Regions from separate parts of the Mus musculus genome. Here all the other regions are linked to region 2. A link is a contact called in public HiCAR-type and HiChIP or PLAC-seq data. All regions are on one chromosome and are shown on one strand. The core of a region is the stretch at or near the end of the contact, and the rest is flanking DNA. Distances in the headings are between cores, read along the strand shown. Region 1 overlaps Dock4 (dedicator of cytokinesis 4). Region 2 holds the start of Lsmem1 (leucine-rich single-pass membrane protein 1). Region 3 overlaps Dock4 (dedicator of cytokinesis 4).

What was found. HiCAR-type assays count read pairs that join an accessible place to other places. HiChIP or PLAC-seq counts read pairs in DNA pulled down with a chosen protein or histone mark.
Region 1: a HiCAR-type map of embryonic stem cells shows a contact between it and region 2, with 5 times the contacts expected there. The contact joins the enhancer-like site here to the promoter of Lsmem1 in region 2. A contact is called at or near these places in 11 of 39 promoter capture datasets (the 3T3-L1 cell line, the HPC-7 cell line, cranial neural crest and 6 more) and 3 of 115 datasets of contacts at active chromatin or transcription factors (T-cell acute lymphoblastic leukemia, embryonic stem cells and microglia).
Region 3: a contact with region 2 is called in an H3K27ac HiChIP or PLAC-seq map of cardiomyocytes, with 5 times the contacts expected there. The contact joins the enhancer-like site here to the promoter of Lsmem1 in region 2. A contact is called at or near these places in 16 of 39 promoter capture datasets (the 3T3-L1 cell line, the C10 cell line, the HPC-7 cell line and 12 more), 1 of 15 datasets of contacts at CTCF or cohesin (the NIH/3T3 cell line), 1 of 484 Hi-C or Micro-C datasets (the N1E-115 cell line), 4 of 115 datasets of contacts at active chromatin or transcription factors (T-cell acute lymphoblastic leukemia, cardiomyocytes and embryonic stem cells) and 4 of 9 other capture datasets (adipose tissue, embryonic stem cells, macrophages and 1 more).

The regions. Positions count from the first base shown.
Region 1 is chr12:40,701,446-40,706,579 of GRCm38.p6, reverse strand. Dock4 (dedicator of cytokinesis 4) reads right to left here. Exons shown (of 53, transcript NM_172803.2): 14 at 3,595-3,719; 15 at 2,087-2,249. Among named protein-coding and RNA genes, the nearest start is that of Dock4, 260 kb to the right of the region's middle. Within about 2 kb of position 2,104, at least 5 of the 459 cell types and tissues checked have an H3K27ac peak or open chromatin away from gene starts, as enhancers often do. A contact at or near this core is called in embryonic stem cells, where this site is marked.
Region 2 is chr12:40,196,468-40,201,318 of GRCm38.p6, reverse strand. Lsmem1 (leucine-rich single-pass membrane protein 1) reads left to right here and starts at 2,004. Exons shown (of 4, transcript NM_001033437.2): 1 at 2,004-2,112.
Region 3 is chr12:40,681,374-40,685,938 of GRCm38.p6, reverse strand. The region is part of intron 12 of Dock4 (dedicator of cytokinesis 4); the gene reads right to left. Among named protein-coding and RNA genes, the nearest start is that of Dock4, 240 kb to the right of the region's middle. Within about 2 kb of position 2,363, at least 2 of the 459 cell types and tissues checked have an H3K27ac peak or open chromatin away from gene starts, as enhancers often do. A contact at or near this core is called in cardiomyocytes, where this site is marked.

The DNA.
Region 1 (5,134 bases), core at 855-3,354, 510 kb before region 2:
AAGCAGCAGCGTAGCATCACCACTTTCTAGTCCTCCCCATCTTCTTGGGTATACGCACCATTTGGTACACAGCAGCCCACCCTAGTATGCAGGGTGCATGTTCTAAGACTCCTCGTGGCTGCCTGAACTACACACAGTATTAAACTTATAAACCGATCAGATTTCCCTATCCATATAGACCCCTGGTAATCTTCATAAATTAGGATGGTAAGATACTAAGAACAGAGATATTATCAACTTCCATATGAGATTTTCTTTTCCTTACTAAGTTTAGAATTTCCATCTTTCTTTTCACATAGAAGTAACTTATTGCTTGCTTTTGACATATTGAGACACTAGTATCACTATTCTTCCATTTGGGGACCAGCGGTAAGTACAATAAAGCTCAAAGGAACACAAGCACTGTGGTATCTCAGTAGCTGCAGGGATATTGCAGACAGCTTAGCATAAGGCAGGTACGGTACACAGCACAGATATATGGGCAAAGAAACAATTCATATCTCAAGTTGGACAAAGTGTTGTCTGAGCAAGATTTCTCTGAGCTACTGAAATGGGGTGTAACTTAAAATGGTGGAATGGTTTATTCTGGAATTTTCTACTTAGTATTTGATCAGAAGTAACTGACAGCACAGGAAACAAGCCTTCAGATAAGGGGCGACCACAGTTTCTTATGCATTTATTGTTCATCGATCTGCTCTCCCTCTCTCAGTAAATACCCTGTAAGAGGAGGAACCTTGCTCTGGGATGTGCTTCTAGCACCCAGTAAAGTGGGTGGCACCCAGTAGGTGTTCAATTTTATGACTAAATCAGTCATGTTATACTGATGAACAAGTACTATCACTTACACAGGACTATTTGAAGCTCCATGTAATAAAAATGATTACACTGGGCATTTACATTTGGTGGGACTGTGGGGATTTTTTTTTCTTTTTCCTGTGGCTAGTTCTTCTGAATTAAAATAACAACAGCAAAAACTGAACAAAACTGTGAACGATGTTTTAGGTACAAGGCTGGGAGTGCAGAAACCAAACAGATTTTATCTGCACTTTTTGTTTTGATTTGGTTTTTTGAGATTGGGTTTCTCTGTAGATCTCTGGCCATCATAGGACTAGCTCCGTAGGTCAGGCTGGCCCACTCATAGAGATCTGCCAACCTCTGCCACCTGAGTGCTGGTATTAAAGGCATTCAGCACCACCCCCTAGCTCTTCTGCATTGTTAAACCCCCTCATAAATCCAATTTACTGAGACGATTTGGCCAATTCTGAAAAAAAAAACATGCCATATCTCTGATGACAGGCACAGTCCCTCCACCTGATGTTCCGAGGAAGTGCATACTGCACCTCTAACAATGTGGTCCTTCTGTGTCGCTTGCTTGATATTCATTCTTCTCCCAGAGCAAGATTCTCTAGAACCTTGCCAATCACTCCTCAGGTAAGTGCTGACACGTCAGAGGCACAGACGTGTCAGAAAACCCCTAGTCTAGAGCTGGGGGAGGCAGAAAACCAGTTTGAAATGATAGAAAGGGAGCAAACAGATTGAAATAAGACTGAAGATATGACTAGTAATGTCCACAAGGACAAAGCTTGTTCTTGTCTTGAGCTGCTTAAATCTGCGAAATGAGATAATTACTTTATCTCGTATCAGCATCATCTAGAACTGCACAATGATGCAGGCATTACAGAAGTCAGCACAAACTTAAGCTTCACCGATGCTTTCCCGGTAGCTTCACATGCCCAGAAAATTCCAAGGGGGCTTCCCAGAGCTGAGTCAGCTCTGGGTAATACCAGGTCGGGATTGCCGAAGCCCACCAGAAAGTATAGTTTTTCTAAAGCTGTGTCTCCCGCTCCTGTTCAAATATTCTAGGTTGGAAGCGATGAGCCGCCAAATTACAGTGACTCCCTGGACTTCCTGTGTTTTCTTTCATGTCTTTGCTTTCAAAGCTTCTCTAGGAGTCAGGCCCCTCACTTCAGGGCCCCCCACTGCTTGCCTTCTTTCCTCCTTTGTCACCTTTTCTATAGATCTGCCCACAGTAAGTACAGGACTCACCCCAAGCCCACAGAGCCTCGGGGTCCACCCCCATACTTACTGGAACAATGCCGGAACTCAAAGCGGATGTGGGAGCCCCGGAATTTGTCCACAGGAATAGGAAGTTTCAGCAGCTCTGACCACCTGGGACTGTTGTTATGATAGAGCACAAAGGAGTGGTACTCACTAGCCGGTGGCTCTCCAGAGCCAAAGGAGATAAAATCCTAATGAAGAAACATGTGAGTTAAAGGCAGGTTCATTTAGACTCTTCCACAAACATCTTTCCAAGAGACATTACCTATCTTTTCTCTTCTTTTTCTGCCTTTGCTCTACCTAGTGAGGAGGAGACCAGTTCTGTTCTGAACCTGGTTCTCCATGGCTTGTTATTCTAAGTCTGGGATGTGATGTAAGAATTCAACTCCTGAAAACCACATTCCCAGCCCACTCAGGAGGCTCTTCCATGATCCGGAGGTGACTGTGATGGCCCAGTGCAACCTTTGGGACAGTGGTTCTCAACACGTGGGTGGCAGGACCTCCTCACAGGAGTTGCTTTAAGACCATCACAAAACACAGATATTTTACATTATGATGTAGCAATGAAAATAATTTTATGGTTGGGAGTCACCACAATATGAGGGATTGTATTAAAGGGTCACAGCATTAGGAAGGTTGAGAACCAGTGCTTTAGAAGAACAGGCAAACACACTGTGAAACTAGCTATGTTCAGAGAAAACACTTCTTCCAGAAGAGGTTCTGTTATTGTTTCCCCAAGTGTCAAGTAGTACCAGACTCTACTTTGGCTTAAAAAAAAAAAATTAAAAAAAACTAAACATGGTAGGCCTTTTGTAGTAGTTGTTGTTTGTTTGTTTTTCGAGACAGGGTTTCTGTGTGCCGCCTTGGCTGTCGGAATTCACTCTGTAGATCAGGCTGACCTCCTACTCAGAGCTGCTTATCTCTGCTTCCCAAGTGCTGGGATTAAAGGCCTGAGCCAGCAAGCTAAATAGGTTTGTTTGTTTGTTTCTTTTATTCTGCTTGGCTTTGTTGTTGTTGTTGTTTTTCCCCAATTGCCAGAACAAAAAAAAAAGTAAGAAAAAAATTAAATGATACTAAAATACTGTATTTAAGGAATGACTATTATAATAAAATTATTGGTATACATAGTCAGGAAAGTGAAAACACCGTTTCCATTTATATATATAGCATGTTCCATGTGTATATACATATATATATATATATATATATATATATATATATATATATATAGTATGTATACACATATACATATATATAGTATGTGAGTGTTCTGTTTAAATGTATGACTGTATGAGAGGAGAGCATCAGATGGTTGTGAGCCACCATGTGGGTGCTGGGAATTGAACTCAGGACCTCTGAGTGCTTTTAACCACTGAGCCATCTCTCTGGCCCCTTAATGAACTTTAAAAAATGAAAATAAAAAGCCTACATAGAGTTAGAAAAAAAAACACTGGCAACTGAGAAATTAAATGATCACAGGTAGAGATGAAGCCAAGCAAGGGTTGTCAGACCAACGGCCGTCCAGAATGAACATACCTTTAAGGGCTGACCATTACTGTCTACAATGAACATTGTAACTTCCACATTTCTGGCCACACTCTTGCCTCCTTTCTCAAATTCCCCCCTTTCTACGGTGATATATAAATCATTCCTCATTTCACCTGTTGAAAAATGAAAGCAAGAGCATGTTACATATATTAGGACATGTAATATTCTACCAAGAGAAACGTTAGTTTGTAAAAACACGTGGTTATTGTTACATTACACATATAAAAGTCTCAAGGCATTTACACTTTTATAAAACAGTCTCTACCCTCGCTGCTTATCAACACTGGAGGAGGATACAGGCTGGGCTCTGGAACTCTGGTGCTGCAGTGCAGCAAACGGGCATTCAGGAGACAAATGAGGTGGCTGAGGACGAGGCAGCTGTCTCACATTTTCCCAATATTTCCTTCATTTCATTTATGAGGTGTGACTAAAAGTGACAGCCTAGCGGTGATAGCTCTCAGGAGCCTGTATTATTATTTTATAGTCATGTGGCTCCTTAGAGGAAAGAAAGACCTAAACAGAATGCAATGGCAGGACCTGCAAAGATAATTACAGCAGAAACCTTTTCCAAGACTCATGGACAAGAATGACCTCACTGCTGGAAGAGTCCAGATTATTGCATGGGAACAGATGTGGCATACTCAGCCACAAAAACTCAGTGTGTTATTTCACACCATGCAGATTATACCATACTATAAAACAAATGAGAAAGAGCCTAGATTCAAACCATGTCAAGATACACAAAAGTCACCTGTATGTTTACCTTGGTGATGTATACAACTTTGGTTGTTTTATAATATTGCCCCTTTCTTATTACTCCAGGAAACAAAAACTAAAGCCAACTAGAAAACTTAGAGGAAAAGGATTGGGAGTAAAGTCAGTAGGCAAATCACCAGAACTGGAGAGTGACGGGAAGGGCCGGCATCTCAGCTTAACAGAACTTTCAAACAAATAAATTAACAAATTTCCTACAAGGAATCAAATCACTAGAAGGAAAAATAATCACACATACACACACACACACACATATCTGCAGCTGGGAATTTTGTAAAATTTCCTGGTTAAAGCTGTTAAAAGAAGCTACCCAGTTCTCCAAAACCAGGGGGTAGACAATATGTCCAGTTACCTTCTTCCACAAAGACATTTGCTTACAGTGGTCCCCTTCCTGACAGGACACAGATAGGCATAAAAAAGATGAATTGTGTAAGGTCAAAGAAGCACTAACCCTTAACTTCCCTTTCAAAGAGTACATAAAACACATATTAGAGGAACAGTTGATAGAGCGGTCTCATGAATTTTAGACTTCTCATACAGCTCATGAAAGACAACTTCAGAAAACAATGAGCTTACAAATACTGGAGAAAAGCAATGCATTTCAACACAGTTAAGATTATATATAGACATGTGGGGTGGCACATATCTTTAATCAAAGCACTTGGATCCATGGAAGCAGGTAGATTTCTATGAGTTTAAGACCAACCTGGTTCTACATAGCAAGTTCTAGGCCAGCCAAGGCTCCTTGGTAGGA
Region 2 (4,851 bases), core at 755-3,254:
ATGACTTACCTTGGTTGAGTCCATACTTAACTCTTCCGTCCCAGCCCAGCTCGGAGCCTACTTCAGCAGCATTAGTTGGTTCATATACCCGCAAGTCCAGGCATCTTAGTTTCCCACCACAGTCACATTGTTTGAACTCTGGTATTTATTCCTATTTCCATCTTGTGGCATATTCCTATGCTTTTTTTTTTTTTTTTTTTTTTTTTTTTGTTTAGTTAGGGTTTGAGGAATGAGAAATAAGCACTTAACCCATGCTTGAGATTACAAAGATGGAAATCTTAAGAATTCATTGAGTAACTTCTGCTGGCAACGATTGCTAAGAACCTGATGTTTAAGAATTGAGTTGAAAGTAGTGCCAGCCAGCCAACCACTGATTCTCAGCCAAATTACTGTAGCACAAGAATTAATTTCAAAACAATAGACTCAACTCTATGATGGCTGGGAATTGACTGGATACCATGAGGGGCATTTGAAAGAAATGTAAGGCCCTAGACATGTTTTCTACTGATTCAAAAAGCAGCATTTCAGTATTAAGAGAGCCGTCATATTCTGGTCAAGTCGTTGTCTACGAGTCAAAGTAAAGCCAGGTGCCTTCAGACAGGTTTGATGGATGGACACATGCATGGGGTTGTCTCATCGCTGCCACTTTACCCTCCCTGGCAGTGGAGGCTGTTTCCCATCTCTGGAGGACTAGTACTTGAGGTTATAATGTTAGAAGAAGGGGAAAACAGCCATCAAAACTGAAGCAAGTACTTCTGAGATGATAGGGGATTTGGGACAGATTGGGTAGTTAGAAGAGTTTTGGTTTTTGACCTGCATGACTAGATGATGGGAACATCTTCATTTTTTCTGAGCTTAGTTTTAATACAGGTGACAGCACTTAATGATAAAGGTATCAAGTGCATGGTCTTCTTGGTTCTCAAGCTATGGGAAGACCAAAAAATGTGAGATTCCTGTTCTCTGACAGTATAATAATGTCCCTAAAGAACCGTGTAAGAGAAGCTGGAACACACAGAGCTATAGAATGAGCGGGCACTTGTGAGCGAAGGCAGATCTTAAACAACTGCAAGTCTGTTTTCATCCAAACTGTGTGTGATCTGGCACCCGGAGCTTGCAGGCCCCAGCTCTCACTGTAGTACCTATTGTGTACACCAGAGGGCAGAAACTGCCTGCCACTTGTGGAAAGGAAACAAGGCTGCTATTTCCAAAAGGCAGGTGCGCTTCTGAAGCCCATTTTGGATGGAATGCTGAAGTGTGCAATCTTTGCACCCACAGACACTTTTTGTAAAGCTAATTGAAAGCCCAGGAGTCCCCGGACCTGCTGCTATAGTTTAGATCTCTGAAGTCTCCTTAAAGAAAAGTGTAGAAGGCTTGCATGGTCACCAGCCTGGAACCGCTGGAGAATGGTGGATCTTTAGGTGTGAGGCTTGGTTGAAGACAAGTCTTTGGCCCTTTCCTCTCAAGCCTCTTCTTTCAGCTGTACCTGTTACCATGTTTTCTATTTCTGCAAGCCTAGATCAGAGGTCTGAAACGGGGGGCGGGGGGGGGGGCTAGTATAAAGCTGACTTATTTTGGATACAGGGATGGAAATCTAACACATCAGCCACTCCGCTAGTTGTGTTATCACAGCTATCCTCCCTGTTTACTGAGGTCTCTGCACACCAGATGTCCCAGTGGCAGCTCCTGCCTGCTGCAGGGTATTTATACACAGGAGCACAGCACAGCAGAAGCGCTAGCTAGGAAATGTGCTGTCAGACGATACAGCCACTTCCACTGAGTAAGGACTTTCAACTTGAGCTTCATATGAACCACATCAGTTACCAACTGAATCCAGGCTTGCCGGTCTGTTGTTTTAAAGCAAAGCTTCACCAATTCGTATCTTAAACTCGGACATGAGAGCGGAAGCCACTGCAGGGAATCTTGTTATCGCTTGGCTACATTTACACTAAATATAGACCACCAATTATGTGCTGGGTTTACGGGCCTCAGGGGAGCACTTGTGAGCAGCAGGAAGATTAAGAGCGAACTACAGAACTGGTAGAAAGTTTGGCTGTAGTTGTTCCTGAGTAGTTGTCTTTTCTAGGAAACCGAGCATTGGAGGCTCACGTCTTTGTAAGTAATTTGCATGCTATTTCTTACTGAGACCGAATGATGATTTTTGAGTCCTTGGGGTTTTGATTGCATGTATTCTGTGCTTTTCGACTGCTCATAGAAAAGATGTAGACTTGATTTTTAAAATTACCTCCTGACTTGGAGGCATGAACTCAGGAATGCCGTTCATACGTGGCCGTGGCTCACTCAAGGAAGCATCGTATTAAGCTTTGAGTTCAGCCTTCATTGGTAAACAATTCTGAGTTCGTAGCATACAATATGGTTTTCTGCTTTGATACCAATACCTGCAGGGAGAATGTACAATGAGTTTTTTTTTTTCAGAGACAATTTTTATTTGTTGAAGTGTCCTACTGGTAGAGAATCAAGCAATTATTAGATGATGAAAGGCTCAGCTGTTAGCAGTGATCAAGAACACGGGAAAATGAAACTACTTACGTGTCTGAGTTCCAGGATCAGAAAAGAATCTGCCCAGTGGAGCTCGGCAGGAAGGCCAAGTTAGTGCGACACGGAATAGGTAGTGACACTCTGCAGCGGCCTCGGTGGTTGTTTCTGAATGCCCTCATTTCAGCTTCCAAAGATAGCAAGGGCTGGTGTTGACAGCTGTGGGTTCTGGTTTTCAAGGTGTGTCCTTGTATCCGTTTACTGGCAGAGTCCCTCAGAAGCCACCTGCAGGCCCTTGGAGCCCATGAATCACACTGCCTTTTTTTCCTCTACTAGCTTGTCTTTCATTTTAACATGTCGCAACACTGAAAAGGCTTATTGAAAAAACATCTACCAACATTGTGAGCTCGCTGTAAAGATGTCTCCTTCTAGAGGACTCCATTATTTACTTGGTCTATTTTAGATTTAGAAAAAAAATCTTGAACAAATTTTATGACAGATTTTATTCTAAATTATGTGTGTGGGCGGGGCATGTTTATGCCACAACACTTACTTGGAGGTCAGAGGACAAGTTGCAGGAGTTGGTTCCCATCGAACAAAGGTGAAGGAGATTGAGTTCTGGCTACCAGGCTTAGTGCCATGTCTCCGTAGCTTAGCTATCTTGGCATCGCCTTCTTAGTCTGTGGCAAGCAAAGTTTAGTAACTGGACTATTACTTTAAAAGTAGGACCTTTTAGCAGTGACTTTTGTAGCTAGTCTTCCTCTCCTCCTCCTCCTCCTCCTCCTCCTCCTCCTCCTCCTCTTCTTCTCCTCCTCCTCCTCCTCCTCCTCCTCCTCCTCCTCCTCCTTCTTCTTCTTCTGCTCTCTCTCTCTCTCTCTCTCTCTCTCTCTCTCTCTCTCTCTCTCTCTCTCTCTCTCTCAACAGTAGTGACATTCCTGAGGGTGAAATAGCTATTAAGTCAGATTCAGAAATAAACTGTGTCTCTGTTACCATGCCCAAAATAGAAGCTGAGTTTGTAACAATGATCCTACCATGTGACCACATGCACCTATTTTTTTCCTGGTCCCCTCCACCCCCACAGAAAATGGTGTTTGGAATAATAAAGTATAAGCAGGTGATGAAGAAAGCACTTCCAAAAATGTGGCTTCAAGCCTGGTGCCCTGGCATCCAACAGCACTTCAAGGGCATGGCTTATCTTCTAAGGGGTGAGGTTTGCTCTCTGAGGCACTTTCCTTCCCTTCACAGCTGCTGCTGGTCTTGTTTTTAACTGTATCCTGTCATTCTTTTAAGACTGCCCCAATGCAGGATATTTGAAGTACAATAATTTCAATATTTAAAGCACTTTATAGTAATGACTCCATACATGCATTCTTTCCAATTAACATGTCAGGATAATTAAAACATACAGTTTGAATTTATGAGAAAAAAATCAGTGCATGACTTTTGGATCTTTTTTTTAACCTTGAATATTAAATACATCTTATTGTATATTTTCTTTATTTACATTTAAAATGTTCTCCCCTTTCCCGATTTCCAGCCCCCACAGAAGCCCTCCTTATCCCATTTCCCTCTCCCTGCTTCTATGAGGATGCTCCCCCACCCACCCACCCACCCACTCCCACCTTCCCACCCTGGCATTCCCCTACACTGGGGCATCAAGCCTTCACAGTACCAATTGCCTCTCCTCCCTTTTGATGCCTGACAAGGCCATCCTCTGCTACATATGTGGCTGGAGCCATGGGTCCCTCCATGTGTACTCCTTGGTTGGTGGTTTAGTCCCAGGGAGCTCTGGGGTGTCTGGTTGGTTGATATTGTTGTTCTTCTTATGGGGTTGCAAACCCCTTCAAATCCTTCAGTCCTTTCTCTAACTCCTCCCTTGGAGACCCTATGGGGACCCCATGCTCAGCCCAATGGTTGGCTGCAAGCATCTGCCTCTGTACTTGTCAGGTTCTGGCAGAGCCTCTCAGGAGACAGCTATATCAGGCTCCTGTCAGCATGAACTTCTTGGAATCTACAATAGTATCTGTGTTTGGAGACTATATATGGGATGAATCCCCAGGTGGGGCAGTCTCTGGATGGCCTTTCCTTCAGTCTCTGCTCCACACTTTGTCTCCATATTTGCTCCCATGAGAGTTTTGTTCCCCCTTCTACACCCACACTTTGGTATTCCTTCTTCTTGAGCTTTGTGTGGTCTTTAAATTGTATCTTGGTATTCTGAGCTTTTGGGGCTAATATTCACTTATCAATGAATGCATACCATGTGTGTCCTTTTGTGATTGGGTTACCTCACTCAGGGTGATATTTTCTAGTTCCATCCATTTGCTTAAGAATTACATGAAGTCATTGTTTTTAATAGCC
Region 3 (4,565 bases), core at 1,114-3,613, 480 kb before region 2:
ACTCTTTAGTGATATCATAACTCGTCTTGGGTGAGTGTTTTTCCAGCACAGGAATCCCACTCATTTAAATGTACACTGGCTACATATTTACATTTTTAGGCTACTTAGCTAGGATAAGTTTTATCTTTACACACCAAGTTTAAATTTTATAAGTATGAATTTTTCTCAACTATTACATAATCCAGACTAAGGGCATAAAAGAAGGGCATAAAAGAACCATTCTACCCATTTTACCTCTTAAAGCCAGAGAACAGCTTTTTTTTTTTTTTTTTTTTTTTTTTTTTGGTTTTTTGAGACATGGTTTCTCTGTGTAGCCCTGGCTGTCCTGGAACTCACTCTGTAGACCAGGCTGGCCTTGAACTCAGAAATCTGCCTCCCTCTGCCCCTCTGCCCCTCTGTCCCCACGCCCGGTGAGAACAGCTCTCTAAGGCCCAGTACCTGAGGAATCATTTCTTGGTACTATTTATTTGGTCCTAAGCCTCATCACATATTTTTGGGTTGGTAAACCTTAAGTACTCTCTTCTCCTTCTCAACGACCCCATTCTCTCAGATCAATAATTCAAATTTTATTTGTTTAGATTTGAGCCTCATATTTACATATAGTAGCATTATTTCTCTTTCTTCAAACTTTGTTTCTCCATTTCTTACCACATTTACACCGTCTGCCCTAACCCCATACTGGATTAAAACCAGGGCCTTGAATACACCAGGTAAATGTGGTCACTGTCCCCACTGCTGTCCTTGACCACTTGTCCATGCTTGTAGCAGAAGAATGGGTGACACAGTTGACTATACCAAGATTTTAAAAAGAAAAATACCAATTATTTAAAAATTCTTGACATTTATTTTTTTTCTAGTAACACAGTAGTCCATCAAGAAAATGTAATAGAACGTCTTCAGTGGGAGACTGAATTGGAATTGTAAATCAACAAATCGAACAACCAATCCAAAAATATTCTAATGATGTAGTTTTTAAGGGAAAAAAACCCTTAACCATGCTTTGTTAAAAACAAAAAAACAAAAAAGCCTACCCCTTCACCCAAAATTTCATTAATAAAGCCAATTAAAGTGTAAACAAAATCACAATATTGATGAAAATGTTAACCTAAGACATATAAGCTACTTAAAGCCTAATATTGTCCACCACCACCACCACCACTCCCTCCCCCCCCCCCCACCGTGTGCACTCCCGACCCCTCTCTTTTCAAACAATGTCTCATCATGTAGTTCTGGCTAGCCTCAAATTCACAGAGATGCCTCTGTCTGCCTCTCTGCCTCTGCCTCTGCCTCTGCCTCTGCCTCTGCCTCTGCCTCTGCCTCTGCCTCTGCCTCTGCCTCTGCCTCTGCCTCTGCCTCGACTGCTGGGATTGAAGGAGTGTGCCAGCATGCCCAGCTGTACTACTTACTGGTTTTTATTTTCTATTCTGAGTTTCTACAAAAGTTTGGAAGAAGATTACAAGATGTTAAAATGTATGTTCTATAAATAAAGACGCTACAAATACCTGAGCTAAGAATAGATGTGCTAATCATGTAACAAGATTTTCACACACGAGTTAAAGGGCATATTACAACCCAGAAATAGTTACAAATGAATCCGCAAACTGAATTACTGGGATAGGAAAGGAAGAATATAGTTGGACTATCTATAATAATCCTCATTTCTTTTATTTTCTTAAAGAGAAGTTTCATAAATTATGATCACTAAACTCTAATGGTTCCTCTTTTTCATAAAAGTCAGCATTTAAAGATATGAATATGCTAAGAAAAGGCTCCAAACTGTTTCATTTGCCTTTTTGTTTAAAAATAAATAAGTCCAATAGTGAGGCTGGAATTAGGCTCTCCATCTGAACTCAGCCATGATATTACAAAATTCATACCTATTTTAAAATATTCCTAGTGGAACCAAGGTCTGGTAGTGGCATAGAAAAGGACTGGCAGAATAATCATCATGTGTAATTTTAATAATTTGGTAAAAAATAATGAGGGATTAAACTTAGTATCACAAATTGTTTTAGAAGATGAGACCCCAGCTCAGCAGGTTGCCCTGAGCACAGAGCAGGGAAGTAAACACATAAAGTAATCACTGGCAACTTTCCCTTCTCTTTCTATTAATTATCATAACAATGCCCAAATCTCAGGCTTTGCATCCCTTAAGCACTACTGATTTTCTCTAGGTTATATTTCCTTTTCTTTCAAATTGAATACCCAACCCCTTTTAAATTTTGGTAACTTGTGCAAAAAATCCATGGAACCCATATTCTTCCCAAACTATTGCACTTCTAAGGCATTATACTAGGGTCATATTCTGGAGTACAGAGAAGGAAGGTTCTTACATTGTTAGAGAAAAAAAATGAAAAGGCACTTAAGAGTTTTGTTTAATGAGGATTTGGAAAGCACTTTAAGAGCCTTGCCCTCAAAGCCAGGGTAAACTATAAAACTCCCTTAGGGGTTTGACAAACACGTCCAACTTCCTGCTGTTTGATCTGACACTAGGAGACCATGAAACAAGCTTCTGCTACATAGTTTATAATTGGCAATATAGCTTCTAATTTTATTTTATCATTCATAAAATGGATACTTATCAAATGGTCACTAGTCATTGAGCATAGGACATCTTAAAATGTAACATTAAAACTTTAGTAGAATATATATATTAGGTAGTTCAAACAACTGAAGATCCCACTCTAGGGAAAATATGCTCATTTATACAATTTCCTGTGTAGCCTTTCTTATGTATTTCATTGGACTTTCCTTCCTTTTAATTGTAACTGTTAGAAAGTAAACCAGATAAATTACAAAGATGGTGATTTAAAAGAATATGGCTATAGAAGCTAGTTATAAGAAAGTAACATCCTATCTTTAAAAGAGAACACAGAAAGCTGAAAAATGGAGAAGCAATTTTCTGTGGAGTTGACACTACTACCATGTGCAAAGCCCCCAAAGGAAAGGATCCTGCTGGCTCCTGATCTCTGTCTCTATGAGACCCCTGTTCTACTGGGAATATTTTTGAAGTGTGTGTAAGTTTTATACTATTGTGATTGAGTTCAAATGAAGATCTTAATTCCAGGCCAACTCCGTTGGCACCTGGTGGAGAGTAAAAGAGCTCTTTGGAGGCCTCTTTCATAGAAATACTAATGCCAGCCAATGAGACCAACTTCCTTTCACTACTCCACAGGCTCCACATCCTGCTGCCACTCTACTGGGTACAGTACTCTCAGACCAGCAGAAGAGGATGGATCCCTTGGAACTTACTCGGAGCAAGAGAGAATTTTCAGGGGTATAGATAGCTAACAATCCATAAGCTTTAGATTAGATCCTATTAGGTGTTTGTTCTGAAGTAACCGGAGACCAATCTACTGAAATATTTCCAACAACCCAGGTGATAAGATGTTGGGTATCCTTTAATATTGTCATTTTGAACAGCCACAAATTTATGTCATTAATACTGACACTACTCAGATATGGTCAGAACTGTATAACATAGCAGTTCTGATATGTCAGAGCAACAGCCTGGTAGATGAATGTCCCAGTAAGAGTGAACACAAGTAGGCAAAAGCAAAGCTCCCTTCTACCTTCTTTTATCTGTGCTGCTGAAGGGGAAGCACCAATTAGGGCAGGTCTCACTGAGTCAAATAATCAGATTAAGAAAATTCCCCTCAGCTTGCACAAGCAGTTTGCCTTTTGGTTTGTTCTAAATCCAGTAAAGTTGACCATTAAAGTTAATCACCATCATGTTTCCTGGGATCTGGAAAGAGGCTAGCCCTACCTGCTATGCTCTCCTAACATGCGGGACTGAGAAGCACAAGCGGCCTCTGCTGATTGTAACTGCTAGTGGTGCAAAGATCTCCTAGTTTTCAATTGGGGAAATGCTTTGATGTTTTTATTCCAAGGAAGTGATTAGCCAATGGCTACAACTTATAGAGAAAACAGGACAGGCCCAACACATAAATTAATGCATGTCAAATGAAGACACAATAGAGGCATCTGGAATTATTTGCTTTCACAGTCTTAACCAAAATAAATTTACTGGCTAAAGACGAGAGCTGGAGGATCTATACTAACCGGAGGATGACACCATAAGAATACCTTAACGTTGTCTTTTGACTAATTGTTATTTTCCATTTTAAAATTCCACTCTTGATTCTGATTCAGGAGAGCAACGTTTTCATCACACACACAGGTTTATGTCAAAGTTTTGGTTTATGTCTTTTAGTTTAGTGGTTTTGGGTATGTGTTCATTCTTATAAATATCATTACCTATTTTTATTTTTTCATAATGCCAAGTACATAAGAATCTACTGGCTGAGAGCTATTTCATGTATGTATGTATGTATGTGTGTGTGTGTGTGTGTGTGTTGCACAGTAATGACCTCAGAATATGCTACCCCAAAAGATTGAATTTCAGTGGACTGTTTTGAAAGACATAAGGTACAAGAAGGTCATTCTAATCTTCCTAGGCTTTCTTCCATGAAATGGGTCAAAAATTATGTTCCTTCATGTCTGAGGAGAGCCTACATGTCTTTGAAGGGGAAGTTCTTCCAAGCAGAACTTGATAAAGGAAATTT